Linked DNA regions of Sus scrofa: all the other regions are linked to region 1. The links are chromatin contacts, called in public Hi-C and HiChIP or PLAC-seq maps. All regions are on one chromosome and are shown on one strand. Each heading gives the region's core, a stretch centred on a gene start, on an enhancer-like site or on the middle of the called end of the contact. The rest is flanking DNA. Distances are from core to core; before and after follow the strand shown. Region 1 holds the start of PIK3R2 (phosphatidylinositol 3-kinase regulatory subunit beta). Region 2 holds the start of LRRC25 (leucine-rich repeat-containing protein 25). Region 3 holds the start of LSM4 (U6 snRNA-associated Sm-like protein LSm4).

What was found. Hi-C and Micro-C count contacts between places; a contact is called where the count stands out from the background. HiChIP or PLAC-seq counts read pairs in DNA pulled down with a chosen protein or histone mark.
Region 2: an H3K27ac HiChIP or PLAC-seq map of alveolar macrophages shows a contact between it and region 1. The contact joins the promoter of LRRC25 here to the promoter of PIK3R2 in region 1. A contact is called at or near these places in 1 of 5 promoter capture datasets (fetal skeletal muscle), 1 of 47 Hi-C or Micro-C datasets (embryonic fibroblasts) and 1 of 2 datasets of contacts at active chromatin or transcription factors (alveolar macrophages).
Region 3: a Hi-C map of skeletal muscle shows a contact between it and region 1, with 4 times the contacts expected there. The contact joins the promoter of LSM4 here to the promoter of PIK3R2 in region 1. A contact is called at or near these places in 2 of 47 Hi-C or Micro-C datasets (liver and skeletal muscle) and 2 of 2 datasets of contacts at active chromatin or transcription factors (alveolar macrophages and skeletal muscle).

The regions. Positions count from the first base shown.
Region 1 is chr2:59,650,541-59,653,586 of Sscrofa11.1, forward strand. It overlaps PIK3R2 (phosphatidylinositol 3-kinase regulatory subunit beta), which reads right to left and starts at 1,535. Exons shown (of 16, transcript XM_021083506.1): 1 at 1,398-1,535. It overlaps MAST3 (microtubule-associated serine/threonine-protein kinase 3), which reads right to left. Exons shown (of 28, transcript XM_021083495.1): 28 at 2,360-3,046.
Region 2 is chr2:59,399,600-59,402,645 of Sscrofa11.1, forward strand. LRRC25 (leucine-rich repeat-containing protein 25) reads left to right here and starts at 1,613. Exons shown (of 3, transcript XM_021083527.1): 1 at 1,613-1,826; 2 at 2,392-3,046. The coding sequence starts at 2,401.
Region 3 is chr2:59,497,943-59,500,988 of Sscrofa11.1, forward strand. LSM4 (U6 snRNA-associated Sm-like protein LSm4) reads left to right here and starts at 1,618. Exons shown (of 5, transcript XM_021083528.1): 1 at 1,618-1,736. The coding sequence starts at 1,734.

The sequences.
Region 1 (3,046 bases), core at 285-2,784:
CCTCACAAGACCCACGTGGCCAAACAGTTATACCCAGAGCGGGGAGGGTGTGAGGGGGAGGATGCTCATGGCGCTGTGGGAGCTCTAAGAGGTTGGGCCAGCTGGACACAGAAAGAGGCAGCAGGGGCGAAAGAGGGTAGGAGAGGTCCAAGGCAGAGGCCCCGCACAGGCAAAGGCCTAGAGGTGAGTCCAAACAAATGGATCTGCAGGAGAGAAGGGGACAGGAGTCCTGACATGGCTCAGTTTGGGGGCCACAGGAGGTACTCAACACATGAGAGGATGGGTAGGAGGCCCAGAGGACCTTGTCCCCATGGAGCCAGCAAGGGGTACATGGGGGTGGGGCATGGCTGCTGCCAAGGGGGAGGCTGCTGGAAGGGCAATGATCACCTCCCAAGAGCCCTCAGTCTCAGGCAGACACAGCCCAGCACAGACATCCAATCTCAGCCCTGCAGGTTGAGTTCTCCTGAGAGGTTGGGGATGGTGGTGGGGAGGGGTGGTGTTTTCTGGAGGGCGGGTCCTCACAGAGGACAGGAGGGGGTATTAGCCAGAGGGAACAGTACATGCAAAGGCTTGACTGCAAGAAATGCTTGCCAAGAGTTCAGGGTGCCTTAAGGAAGCCTCAGAACACGCAAGGCCTCGAGTGCCAGACAGAGAGTCAGGCTTTATTCTTCGATCACGCGGAGCGGCAAGAGGTATCTGAGCACGGAGCAAAAGCTCTACATTCCAACTTACCTGTTCCCTGGCCCCTGTGCCCCCACTGTACAGGTGGGGAAACTGAGGCCCAGCGAGAGGGACGTCCAAGAAACCTCCTGAATCCGTTTGTCTGCCCGCCTCCGCGCCCTGGCGTGCACACGTTTGCACATGCCCCGGTGAGCACGCCTGGGAACCAGCGCTCCTCGAACCTCGAATCCAAGAGGCGGGGTGGAGGGGACAGTCCTGGCTGGGGGCTTGGAGGCTGGACACAGGGCCTGCGTGCTCATGCGTGTGAAGACGCACTTTTGAGCCTGCGTGGACCCCGCAGACCAGTCCAGGGGCCGGAAGTGGAGTCGACCCTCTACTGTCTTGCACCCTACTATGCCCCACACAATGCCTGGGCGCCCCTCATTACTACTCGACGCCCTACTCCTGGCAGGGCCTCTCTCAATTCAGGGCCGCGGCTCCAACCCTTTATCTCTGCCTAGGGTCTCCCGTACTGCCCCCATCGTCTTGTCTCGGATGATGCACCGCAGCCAGATCGAGCCTGAGGCCTCCCGCTCCCTGCGGCCCCCTGTTCCCGCGGGGCCCGATGCAGCCCGGCTTGCGTTCTGGCTTCAACCGTGGCCCCACGCTCTGCTTGGGCGCCCTGCATTTAAGCGCACCCTTTGCCCGGCCTGCCACGCGGACCAGCCTGGACTTACCTGGTCGCGGCCGCCTCCGCCGCCGCCGCGGCAGCCGTCACGCCGAGCCGAGCCCGATCCGTGGCTACACCGCGGCCGCCGTCGCCGCAGCCGCGGGATCCCCGCCGCCGCCGCCGCCGCCGCCGCCGCCGCCGCCGCCGCCGCCGCGGTTCCGATCGGTCGGGCCCGCCTCCGGCGGAAACAGCCGAGTGTATTCGGGTAAGGCGGGTGAAACGAAGCGGAGGCGGAGGCTGGGGACACCCGAGTGCTTCCGGAAAGAGCCGAACGTACTCCCGCGGGACTGGAGGGTACGGGGGTGTTTGCCCCGGGATAACCGATCACTTCCGGAAATAACCGAGCACAATCGGGTCAGGTGAGCGACCCGAGCTCGGGTTGGCTAGGCTCGGCTGCTCTCAGAGAAGACCGAGCGATTCCGGAAATGGCCCGAGCGCGCTCTAGCTGGACTAGCCGAACAGGGGATGGGCCTGGAGACTTCGGAAAGTTTGTCAAGAACCAAGTGTGTTCGGTCCCAAATGAGGCCCTAGGAACTTAGATCCAAAGGCACCTTCCTGAAACTGTCGAAGCATGGACATCTCCAAAGGGCGGGTGAGGTGGCCCCAAATTCAAGAAACTGGAGGTGGCGGAGATGGGGGAAGGGGCTAGCCACAGAAACCTGAGCTTTTCAGGAAACAAGCTGATGGCCCAGAAGAAGCCGGGGTTGAAATCTGAGGTCTTCACGGTAGCCCAGAGGATCCGGGAACAGCTGAATCAACTCGCCGGTAGGGATAACTAACCCAGTGCCTGCCCAGATGCCCAGGCTGTTTCCGGAAATAGCCAAGACACTCGGAATCGGGAGGCGTGGCCAAGGGTTTCCGACCCTACGGGTTACTTCGGAGGTAACCGAAGGCACTCGGGCTGGTCTGGGTTCCGAAGGGGGTGAGGAGAATTGTAGGGGACAGCCCAAGCAAAGACTAATATAAAAAGGACACAGATGGTTTATTTATTGCCACAGCTTCGGGGCCCCAGACGAAGCCCTGAAGGACAGAGCCTCTGATGGGTACTCTGATGGGTACACGGAGAGGGCAGCTCAATGATGAACTCCCAGCAGCCTTCAAAACCCACTTCAAGTGACTTTGAGCCACGGGTCTGTTTTCATCCCGCCTCCACCCCACTCTTCCCTTACCCTTTTCTTGGCCCCTCACAAATCCAGACATTGGACCTCCTTTTTGTAAATGTGGGCTTTTATTCACTGTCAGCTCCGGGGTGGAAGGCGGGAGCAAGTCATGCACAGCCTTGGTCTAGCTCCAACACTAGGTGGTGCTGCATGGGTGTCTCCAGAAGGAATGCAGACTGGGCTGCAGTGCCTGGAAAGTGCCCTCACCACGTAGGACACAGAGATCTTGCTAACAACCCACAAATGGGAGAAAGGGAGGCTCTGAGGTGCCCAGTGGGTCACTTAGCATCACAGGGGAGAGAGCTGGAATCTGCTCTGACATTAGATCCAAGCTCCAGAGAGACAGAGCCTGGCTGCATGACTCTCACCAGGCAATCATGGGACAAATCTCTGCCTCTCCCCAGACCTTAGTTATTTGTCTGTAAAATGAGGATGAGAACACCACTTCTAGCCTTCTTAAGGCTGGCTGAGGGAGAAGCCACGAGTAAAAGCGCTT
Region 2 (3,046 bases), core at 363-2,862, 250 kb before region 1:
GGAAAGGGGCAGAGACTGAAGAGAGGGGAAAGCGTAGGAGAGTAGACTCCAGCCTCTCAGAGTCCAAGAGAAGGCTTATACCCTTTGCCCCATTTTGCAGATGTGGAAACTGAGGTACAGAGCAGTTAAGTTCAACAAGCCAGGGGCTAAAAAGGATTTGAAGCCGCTCTGCCTGAAGCCAGGACCCGGTGAGGTGGAGACCCTCTCTCAGCCCACCCCAATCCATTACCTCCTCACTCTCTCTTTTGCCGCTATCCCTTAGGTCCTACTCAGGCCCCCTCTCTGGCCTCCTTGCAAGGTTCTGCACCTCCAGACCCCAGGCTCACTCCAGTAGAATCTTTTGACTCAGTGCTCACAAGCTGCTCTGGCCCTGGGAATACAGCCCCATTCCTGAGCATGGCTTTGGTGGCTTGTGCTGCCTGTCCCCCTGCTCATGTCACCAGTTCCTCCATTTAGCCGCTCCACTCCTAACTATACTGTCACAGCCGGCCATGCTTTCTCTTCTCTCTGGAATCTTCAATGCATTCGTTTCTGCTGCCACTGCTATTTATATTCCAAGCTCCAGACTCAATGTCCCCTCACACAGGGTGCCCTCCTCATATCTCCCTGCAGCCTGGAAGCATGAATATATGTTAGGAGAGCTCTGACTTGCGGGGGATGCTAGGAGCTTGGGGAGTCAAAGGCAGGTTTTAGGAATCCTTGGCAAACTCCCATTCATGTGCTGAAGCCCCAGTTCTTCTTCTTCTTCTTCTTCTTTTTTTTTTTTTTTTTTTTTTTGTCTTTTTTTGTCTTTTCTAGGGCCGCACCCGGGCATACGGAGGTTTCCAGGCTAGGGGTCTAATTGGAGCTGCAGCTGCTGGCCTATACCATAGCCACAGCAATGCAGGATCCGAGCTGCGTCTGCAACCTACACCACAGCTCATGGCAACGCCAGATCCCCAACCCACTGGGCAAGGCCAGGGATCGAACCTGCAACCTCATGGTTCCTAGTCAGATTCGTTAACCACTGAGCAACGACGGGAACTCCTGAAGCCCCAATTCTAATGCCTCCTCTAGGAAGTCTTCCAGCACCCTGTCCCTCCTTCTGGCCCTGACCTGACTCCACCAGCCTGGGGGTGTCTTTGTCCAGTTCTGTCTTCTCCCAAGACTGGATATTCCTGGAACAAATGGCCAGGGCTGAAGCCTCTTAGGGACTTAGCATGGATGATGTTTGTGGGGTTTTTGGTTGTCTTTTTTTTTTTTTAATGGCAGGAATAGAGCATCTGAGCCGCTTCTGTGCCCTACACCACAGCTACGGCAATGCCTGGATCCTTAACCCACTGAGCAAGGCCAGAGACGGAACATGGGTCCTCATGGATGCTAGTAAATTTGTTACTGCTGAGCCATGACAGGAACTCCTGAGTGATGTTTGTTGAATGAATATATGAATGCAACTCATTGTGAAGTAAGTTGATGGGGTAGAAGTTAGTTGGGGCGTTAATGGGGGCCATGTAGTCACTGAGGGCCAGCAAGAGGGAAGTAGGCTGCCCCTCCCCCTCTCGTGAGAATTCTGGTCCTAGAGGCCTGGGGAGGGGGAACGGGGAGGAGGCCTATGGGGCTCGGTGTCTTCTTCATTTTTCTTCTCTGCACTCCACCCGGGCACCAGTTCCTCTTCCCCCTGAGTTGCTGGTTGCAGAGCTTGAGGAACGCCAGAGACCCTAGCGGATCCAGATCCCCGAAGGGTCCGTCGCTCTGGCCCCTGTGTCCAGGTGAGCCACGACGCAGCCCCTCCGCGCCAGAGACTTCCAGCCCGGTCGAGGCAAAGCCGTGCCAGTGGAACTAGAAAGGTAGGACGGAGGCACTAGAACTTGGAACTGCTCAGGAGCGGCAAGCCAAAGCCGGGGGGCCCTTTCAGGCCCCGCTCATGACTCCCTCCCAGCCGCCTGTCGTTCAGGAAGAAAGGCAGAGGGGCGGGGCCGTTTCCAGGGCAACCAATCTTTTTTTTTTTTTTTTTCCCCTGCTTTGCAGGGCTGCACCTGCGCCAGCAACCACTCTTTTTGCATATAGTCCTGTCTGGCCAACAAGGGCTCCCGGAGTGTTGGGGGGCGGGGAGGAAATTGGGCAACTTAGCCCAAAGTGGCTTATCTCAGAGAAGGGGAAGGGGCTGACTGGGCCAGGTCTCCTCCTTGCCTTCTGAGCCCTTGAGGCACCCAGGTTATGTACCCGTTCCCCGGAAGGGGAGACTGAGGCTGGGGGCCAGAGCCAACCAAAGGGGCGTCCAGCGAAGGGCTATGTTTTAACACTTCAGAAGTGGCCTGAGCTGTATATATATATATATATATATATACACACACATAACAGGTGGCGACCACAGGCTGAGGTTAGGCTTTGGATTCTGGTCTCTCTGCCTAGGTTGCTTAAATGGGGGGCTCCCTGGTGTGGGTGCTGTTGTTGCCGCCGCCGCCGTTGCTGCTGCTGCTGCTGCACAATCCAGGCACCCAGGGAACGTCGTGCGTGTCCTCCGGGAACGTGGACTGGACCAGAGAGTTCACGGACACATGCCTGAACTTCAGTGGCCAAAACTTGAGCTGGCTGCCTCAGAACCAGTCTCTGCAGGCCAGAAGTGTGACCATCCTTGACTTGTCTGGAAACCGCCTTCGCAAGCTCCCATCAGTCTTCTTCAGCCACCTGGGAGAGCTGAAGTTCCTGGACGTGACAAACAACCCACTGGAACACGTGGATGGGGCACTGGCCAGACGTTGTCAGCTCACCCTGAAGGCTGATTGCAACTGTGTCCTATTTTCCTGGCACAAGATTCGGCAGGACAACTGTTCTGGCCAGCCGCCTCTGCAGTGCCTAGATAAGACCACTGGTGCCTGGCACAACTTCTCTGCCTTGGAGGAAGGCTGTCCCCCTGGCCTCTCTGCAGGAGCCGTAGGAGCACTGGCAGTTGGTGGAAGCCTGTTTCTCTTGCTTGCCATTGCTGGCCCAGTGTTGGCTTGGAGATTCTGTAGACGTCGGATGGACAGCGGCCGGGGCCTGAGCAAAACGTGGGCTGCTCAGGATG
Region 3 (3,046 bases), core at 368-2,867, 150 kb before region 1:
ATGTTCCAACAGAACATCGATAACAGAGATCAGTTCTAACCCCCATATCTGTGAATATGGCCTTATTGGAAATAAAGTCTTTGTCGATATAATTAAGGATCTCAAGATGAAATTTAACCTGAGTTTAGGAAGGGCCTAATACGAGAAAGGAATGCCTTCATAAAAAAAGAGGAAGAGGAGTTCCCGTCGTGGCGCAGTGGTTAACGAATCCGACTAGCAACCATGAGGTTGCGGGTTCAGTCCCTGCTCCTGCTCAGTGGGTTGACGATCCGGCGTTGCCGTGAGCTGTGGTGTAGGTTGCAGACGCGGCTCGGATCCCGCGTTGCTGTGGCTCTGGCGTAGGCTGGTGGCTACAGCTCCGATTCAACCCCTAGCCTGGGAAACTCCATATGCCGCGGGAGCGGCCCAAGAAATAGCAAAAAGACAAAAAAAAAAAAAAAAAAAAAAGAGGAAGAGTTGAGACACAGAGACACACAAAGAAAAGCACCATGTGATGACAGAGGAATCTGTGCCAAGAACTACAAGGATTGCTGGCAGAGAAGCATGGGATGAATTGCCCCTCAGATCCTTCAGAAAGAACCAACTCTGCTAAAACTTTGATTTCAGTCTTTCGGATTAAGTTTTACTGTTTAAAACCACCCAGTTTGGAGTTCCTGTTGTTGCTCAGCAGTAAGGAACCGGACTAGGTATCCATGAGGACTCAGGTTCAATCCCTGGCCTCAATCAGTGGGTTAAGGAAGCTGCGGTGTAGGCCACAAATGCTGCTCAGATCCTGCATTGCCATGGCTATGGTGTAGGCAACTGTAGCTCCATCCAATTCGACCCCTAGCTTGGGAACGTTCATATGCCATGGGTGAGGACCTAAAAAGCAAAAAATATTCAAATAAAAATAAAAAAATAAAACCACCCAGTTTGATCATTTGTTATGGCAGCCCAAGGAAACTAATACATTTGTCTATTTTGTTTACAGTCTGCCTCCCCAGTGGGCTCCTAAACCTCAGGAGGGCCAGGAGTTTTGTTTGGTTTATTCTCTTCTGTGTTTCCAGGAGGAGGCCCGTAGTAGATGCTCAATAAATATTTATTGCATGTCCGTGTATCAAGTGCTCAGTACGTGCCGGGCACTCTTCTTTTACAAGGCATAAATCACTTGGCACTCATTGCAACCTTCTAAAGCAGACACTATTATTAAGCCCATTTCAAAGGGAAGCAAACTGAGGTTCACACCGGTACGTCTAGCCTATCAAAAGAAGTGCCCTGGACAACGGTCAACTACAATAAAGAGAATCAGAAGAGTAGGAGCTCGAAGGGACACATGGCAATAACCATAGAGCTGCCATTCCTCCATTTGGAAATTGGAGGCACTACCCCGTTTTGCCCACAGCGTGGAGCCCGGAAAAATCACTGAAGATTGCACCTGCGCAGGCGCCCTTACCCACAAGGCCTCCTGCGCCGGCGCACATTGCTCCGCCCCCTTTTGCAGCACTCATAGCGGCACTTTACGACTCTCTCTCTCATTTCTCCGGTAGGAACGCGGCCCGCCCCGCCCCTCGTGTTTAATAGGCCCCGCCTTACTCCGCGTGGATTGGTTGGCCTTCCCATGAGCCTCGTGCTGACTGGCTCGCGTTGCTGCCACTCCATTTCAGCCTAGTGGCGCGCAGAGCTGCAGCTACCGGCGGGAACGTGAGCGGCGGCGGCGGCGGAAGTAGCCCACGAGCCTAGTCCCCGCCGACACCATGGTGAGGGCGGTGCGACGGGGGAGCCGGCCGCCAAGGGCCCTCGGGGCGGTTGTTGGTTCAGGGGCGTTGTGGAGCCAGCCTGTAATCTGGGCCTTGAGTCCTGCCCCTTCGCCCAAGGTGGGGAGGACAGGCCGGAGAGTGGAAGAGCTTCTCCCAGGACACCAAGCACGTCGGTCTCGGGGGAGCTTGGGATTGGATAGAAATGAAATCACAGTATGGCAGTCTGGCAGCAGTCTTCCCATTTTGCAGATGGGGAAACTGAGGCCAGAGAGGAAGGGGACCTGCTGAAGGGCCCGGTGAATGCAGCAGAGTGAGTTTTCGGACGGGGAAATGGCTCCCAGTGCATCCGACCCGATCTGACCTCCTAGACAGTAAAGCTAGAGCACCAGGCAGTAGGGGGCCGGCCTTCTTTCTCAAATTCAGCCAATCTGGGGAATTTCGGGGGTTGTACTGCCCTTGGAATGCTAGCTGCGCAACCTCTTATGCCTCTCCTTTTCAGACTAAAAAGCAGACCCAAAGCAAGGTTAACTTCTTCCGGGGTCACACAGCATATGGTTCCAGGGGAAGGGGGGGCGTTTTCAGCCATGGATGGGCTAACCGTATCCCAGTTTAGAAAACAAAAAAATCGAGGCCCTGGCAGGAAGTCTCCCCAGGGCCATGCCATCTCACAAGTTGTGGAAATTGGAGATCTAAACCAGCGTGCCTGTGTCCCCAGTGAGTGACAGACAGGGAAATGGAGGCCCACACAGAGGAATTGAGCTGGGAGAGAACCTGGCCCATCAGCCCTCGAGTCCTCTAAGATGGTCGCTGCACATTTTTCGGAGCTGACCATGAGGGTTCAGTAATTCTTCTGGTCATTGTAGGGATGGAGAGAAGGGAGCAGCTTCGTTCTCTCTGTTCGTCTCTCTGGAGGGTAGAGTTGGTCTGTGGAAGAATCCATTTGTTAAGCTCCATGGAGATAGGATCTCTGTTTTATCCTCATATATTGCCAGAGCCTAGAACAGTGTCTGTGCAAAGTCTGTGTTCAGGAGTGGCTAAGGCATTACACACTGCCTGTTCCTTGTGGTCGGGGTGGGGCGGAAGCCAAGCCAAGGTCTGGGTGAGGGAGTGGGTGATCAGCAGCTTCCTGAGTTGGGAACCTCAGGACACCATTAAATCCAGTTGTGGAAGTTTCCATTGTGGCACAGCAGAAACGAATCCGAGTAATAACCATGAGGTTGGGGGTTTGATCCCAGGTCTTGCTTAGTGGATTAAGGATCCAGTGTTGCTGTGAGCTGTGGTGTAAGCTGCACACGTGGATCAGATCCCAT